Regions from separate parts of the Rattus norvegicus genome. Here region 2 is linked to region 1. A link is a contact called in public Hi-C data. All regions are on one chromosome and are shown on one strand. Each heading gives the region's core, a stretch centred on a gene start, on an enhancer-like site or on the middle of the called end of the contact. The rest is flanking DNA. Distances are from core to core; before and after follow the strand shown.

Region 1 (2,859 bases), core at 77-2,576:
GGGCTACCTTCAAGACCTGCCCCCAGAAACCCACTTCTGCTAGCTTGGCCTCCATAATAAAGTTTCTATAACACTCCCAAATTGGTACCACCACTGGGGAGCAAATGTTCCCATGAGCCTGTGGGGGTACAGTTCCCATTCAAATCCTAACAGAAAGAAAGAAGATGTGCAGCTTTCTATAGACCAGTGGGTGAGAAGTGGGTGCTAGCATATGGCTCTGAAATTCACCAGTTACAGAATTATCTTAAGGAAGCTACACTACTTTGTCTCCTCATCTATAAGATGGGATAATAATAGTGCTTGCTTCAGGAAGTTGGTGGGAATTAATTCCTACAAGAGATTTTGAATAAGGCTTGGTACATCACTGCTGCCTAATGTGGGTTCATCGTGTGTGTGTGTGTCACTACAGACATGTGGTGTGGAGAAAAGATCCTTTGAGTCAGGTGTACTTGGATTTTTAACTCTTATAGCTTTGGTCAAATTATTTAATTTCTCTATGCTGAAATTCCTGAATTTGAAACACAAGAGTGATAATTATAGCTACTACAAGGAGTAGTTAAGAGTAGAAGGGTGCTGCGTGTGTGTGTGTGTGTGTGTGTGTGTGTGTGTGTGTGTGTGTGTGTGTGTGTGTACAGTGAGGGTGGACAGCTCCCTTCTCATTTCTGTGACCAGCTCTGACCCACATGGATCCACATCTTCAACTGTGTGCTGCTAATTATGCAACAGAGACGAAATTATCTCTATTTCTGAAGAGAAAAGCTAACCCAACCCTACTCTCCTCTCTATCTCATATGGATACAGGCTCAGCCAAATCCCTTGGCCCAGTATTTTGTCATTTTGATGAGCTTACTTTGCCGAGCCTACTGTTGGAAGAAGGCTCATGTGTCCCCGCAGAGCCTCAACTTCTGCCTCTGGCCCTGCTCACCTCAGGGTAACATGCTCCAGTTCTTCACAAATGAGTGGGGATCTGTCCGTCATCCATAGCCAGGAACTGGAAGGAACCTGGACACCATTCTGGCAACTTCAGACCACAGATCAATCTTTAGTTGGCCACAGTACACTACACTTCATTTGAGTTCATTGTTATGAAAATGTCTTTTTTTTTTTTCCGGCTAAATGGCCCCACTTTGCTCCAATGGGCACCTGCTGTAGCCCTCAACACCCACAAGTGGGTTACTGCAATGAAACATAATTTCTTGCTGAAGTCACATTCAGTTGGTGGGGAGAGCTGGCATCAGGGCCTCCAGGAGAGGCCGAGGTTGGCATCAACCTCCAGTTGGCAGATTACAGATGAGAGAGAATGGAGAGTCACAAGGGGGATATTCATGAGCGAGTCTAGAAAATAAGTAATTACTTCAACCAAATTCCATAGTCCCAGACTCAGTCATATGATCGTCATTGGATACAAAGGGAGTCTAGGAATGTGGTTTTTTTGGCTGGGCAGCTCCATCTTTGAAACAGCTATTAGGATAAAGGGAACTCACATCTCTGGACAGTAAGTAAATGGAGAGGGTCCTGCTACCTCCCACCGCAGCACACAAGCCCTTTAAACGAAAGTTAAAAACATCACATCCTATTGTTCCAAGTTTTATAGATGACTTTCCGTAAAGAGTTGAAAATAATTTGCTGTCTACCTCTTGGCAGTGGGGGTGGGAGGAAAGGCAACTGTATTAAAGCTTTGATTCCACATTAAGCCAAAAATAAAGACCGGGTGACAGCCCAGCCGTACCCTTCAGTAAACATTCGCATGCCCTGCCTGCGTTGTAGTATTTGTTGAAAATACATGCTGCACTTCCCTCTAAAAAAAATCACTGTCTGGGAAAGATGCAATCGTCCTGTGTTTCAAAGTTTTAAAATTAATCCATATGGATCCATCCGTATTTAAATGTAAATAGATGTCATTTAATTCAGACTCTTCTGAAGATTTTGGCTGAAAATCAAGCTGTGTGTTTTTTGTCAATGTGACAAACAGCAGATGATACAACTTTTGGTTTTCTGTACCTTTTGTTTAGTTTGTCTTTTTTTTTTCTCCCCTCCAATTTGGGGTGGTTGTTGTGGGGTTTTGTCTGTTTGTTTCCTTTGTTTAGTTTTTTTTTGAGGCAAGGCCTCACATTGTAACTCAGTCTGATCTTAAACTATTAAGCCCAGCATGGTTCTGAAATCAGGATCACCTTCTTGCCTCCGCCCGCTGGATTACAGATGTGTACCACCAAGCCCAGCTGCTTTGTCTCAAAAGGATACCGTGCTCACGGGATGCCGTAATTTAACAACTTAAGGAAGAGCTGTAGGGCTTAGGGTAAGGTTCTCACACAGGGATCCTGGGGCAGTTGCGTTTGAGTTTTTAAAGGAATTTACTTGATGGGGGAGGGCGGATAGCAAAAGTAATCTAACTGATCGAATGTGCTACAAACATGTGTGTCTGAAGCTTTTAAATACCATAAGAATAATAGTGTAGATAAATACTATAAGAATAATAGCAAAACAAAACAAAACAAAAACACAAAACAGAGTGTGTAGCCTCTCCGAGGTGCTCAGGAGTTAGGTCCTTGTGCCATACATACTTACTGAGTCCATGAGAAATTCTTCTCTCTCCTTGAATGTGGAAGGAAGCCATGACTGTTAGCACCAGCATTCTTAGCTTCTCTGTGGTGTAAAACCTTTAATCACCAGGATATCATTAGTGCTCCGAAGCACTTCATTTTGGTGCTTGACAACATTTTAAAATGCACAAACCTTTGAGATGAAGCAAATCAGAGCTGTGGCGTTGACTTGAGAGAGGAAAGACTGAACAAAACCCACCTTAAAACGGCAAGTAATTAAATTTAAATATGCTGTTTGAATAAAGCAGAGGTATTTATA
Region 2 (2,767 bases), core at 252-2,751, 100 kb before region 1:
CTGTAGTGTGGGAAGACATGGCCAATTCTATAAATAAATTAGTAGCTCGGCTTGGACAACCTGGCTGGCTGGCTGAGGTCTTTGTCCCGTCTGCCTTGCTCGGGACCCGCGCGCTGCCACATCTGGCCGGCAGGTGGCGCAGTTGGCTCACGTAGAGCCTCTGCCCTCGCTGTTTGCAAAGTGCCTCCACTCTAAGCCTTAGATCTCAGGCTGAGACTCAGACTTGGAGAAGGGAAATCTGGCCCGGGAGGGATCCAAAAGAGGGGCGGCTTGAGGGGAGCACGGAAGGTGGGTCTTCTGGAATCCCACCCCTTTAAACGCCTGGGGAACAGCCACCCAGTTTCCCCAGGTAGCTAGCTGAGCTGATATCTGCGGTCGGCGCTCAACTGGCTTCCCCGGTGGCCTGAGCATCGGAGGGACCGACTGTGACCTGATGGTGTGTGCGTCCCTGGGAAGTCGATGGTTGGCATCCAGAACAACGCGGGGTTGTGGTACAAGTTTCTGCGGGTACAGCCTCTCATCTTGGTCTCCTGAGAGACTGTACCCATCAGCACCGGGGAGACGTAGGAGCTCAGAGCCACATTAGCTGCTCCAGGCAGCTTGCGACCCTCCGTGTGCCCATTCTGTGCAGCAGGTGTTCTCATTCGTACACCCTTCCCTTCTACACCTTTGTGTCCCGGAATGGCTAGACGTGGTTGCAGGGACTCTCCCTGGAAAGCGCACAGTGAATTCCCGGCAGCTAGGTCTGTCGCGAGGTGATTTCACCCTTCGCAGTCCGGTAGTGGGTCAGTCGACGTGAACACCCGGACCAGGGGTCACTTCCCGGCGATAGAAAGATTGGGGACAAGTGGCTACGTTGGGGAGACATTGGAGAGGACTGGGACTCCTTGGCTGGGTAACTAAGAAGGAAAGAAATAATCAAGCTACGAAAGTCCCCCAGCCCAAAGCATTTCCCACGGCGGAGCGCCATAAAGACACAAAACCGGGCAATGAGGGTGTCTGCGTGCAGCAGAGAGCGCCAGACCTGAGCTGGGGTGGGCAGTACAGCGACCCGACGACCTCAGCATGGGGCAAGAGCCAAGGTGCAGGTCAACCTCAGACTTATTTCATCTCAACAGGAGTCTTTTCTCCCTCGCCCAGCTCCGGATTTGGGGTCCGGCGAGGACTGCCATCATTTTCTGGCCTTCCCCGCCGTCCTGTCGGAGTCTCTCGAAGTTCCCTCTGCCGTCCAAGGGATCGATCCCCGAGGATCGAGACAAGGTTCCGGAGCTCCGGTGGGAGAACAGACCTATCACAGCTACGGAGCCAGCCTCCGGAGACCTTGAGCCCTGCGGAGGCTGGAGGGGGCGGGACCTCAGGGGGTGGGCTCTGCACAGTGGGGGTGGAGATGTGGCGCCGGTTCTGCTCTGCCATTGGTCGCAAGCTCCGGACTGGCGGGTGTACGTCACGGGCCGGGCCCACCCTCTTGGCAATGTCTTCAGACTGCTGCACTCCTAACTTAAGCATTTATTCCACTGGGATAGAAGCGGTAGGAGCAGCGTTGGCACCGGCGAACCATGGCTGGGATTTTCTATTTCATCCTCTTTTCGTTTCTCTTTGGAATTTGCGACGCTGTCACCGGTTCTAGGGTATACCCGGCGAATGAAGGTAAGAGCCGGGCAGCCCTTACGCGATCCGGGACCCGGAGAGGGTGATTCACTGATGAATGGTTCGGGAGCTCAGAACCAGTTAGGATGGGGGGCGGGGGGGGGGAGAGCGCGGCGTGAGCCTCGCGTTCCCACTCCGGAGAAGGGTGCGGGACAGAGGGGATCCTCTTAAGTGGGGAACGAGGAAGATCGGGCAGTCTGAACTGAGAGGGGTGACCGATGCAAGCTGCCACTCTGCCCAAGTTTGTAGTGAAAGGCCAAAGTTTATCAGCATCCGCCTGCAGGGCCGGCTTCAGGAGCCCCCAGGGGGATACACCAGGATTTAAAACAAAACAAAACAAAACAAAAATAACGTGTGAACAAAGTCCTCTTCATCAGCAGCACCAGCGAGAAGGGAAATGCAGATGAGCAGTGAAGGCTTAGCGCGCCCGGCCTCTTGTCCAAGCCTTGCGAGCCCGGGTTTCTGCAAAGTTTTCCCAGCGCTGCGCTTCCCGGGACCTGGCTGCCTGGTCTCCGCAGCGCAGCGGTGGTGGCGCCGCTTGCGGGCGCCGGTGACCTGATTTCTAGCACCGGGCCTCAGACACCTTTTTCTCCATCGGGCCGCGCAACCTAGAGGTTGCAATCGCAGGCCTACCTCTCCCCTACCCCAGATCCTTAGATCATCCAGCAAACCTAGAGGAGCAGTCAGCGAGTTAAACATACCCTACTTTAAGCTTCTCTCTCTGGAATGGTGTGAACTAGTCTGTAAGGACTGGCATGACCCACCGGACCCGCTCTTTCTTGGTGCTGTTTTCTGTTTATCTATTGAGACGTGCTGGAAGGATTGTTTTTCTGTCCGAGGTGAGGGGAGAGGTGGTGACCATTTAGTTTCTAATGGGCCTAGAGGGAAGAGAGCATTCTCTGTTTTGTCTGTCTCTGTCTCTCTTCCTCCTCCTGTGTGTGTGTGTGTGTGTGTGTGTGTGTGTGTGTGTGTGTGTGTGTGTGTGTTTGAGGGTAAATGTGTGCCTGGTGCGGGTGTCTGCATGAACCTGGACTATTTGTGCCGGGTAAGCGAGTGCGCAGGGTGTGAACGTGGGCCCGGGCCTCTGTTCGTGTTCCAACCTATACGCATTAGCTGTGCA

What was found. Hi-C and Micro-C count contacts between places; a contact is called where the count stands out from the background.
Region 2: a Hi-C map of frontal cortex shows a contact between it and region 1, with 2.7 times the contacts expected there. The contact joins the promoter of Epha4 here to the enhancer-like site in region 1. A contact is called at or near these places in 5 of 12 Hi-C or Micro-C datasets (the A7r5 cell line, Schwann cells, frontal cortex and 2 more).

The regions. Positions count from the first base shown.
Region 1 is chr9:86,304,783-86,307,641 of GRCr8, reverse strand. The region is part of intron 5 of Epha4 (Eph receptor A4); the gene reads left to right. Among named protein-coding and RNA genes, the nearest start is that of Epha4, 100 kb to the left of the region's middle. Within about 2 kb of position 1,326, at least 11 of the 93 cell types and tissues checked have an H3K27ac peak or open chromatin away from gene starts, as enhancers often do. A contact at or near this core is called in the A7r5 cell line, Schwann cells and prefrontal cortex, where this site is marked.
Region 2 is chr9:86,405,431-86,408,197 of GRCr8, reverse strand. Epha4 (Eph receptor A4) reads left to right here and starts at 1,501. Exons shown (of 18, transcript NM_001162411.1): 1 at 1,501-1,647. The coding sequence starts at 1,557.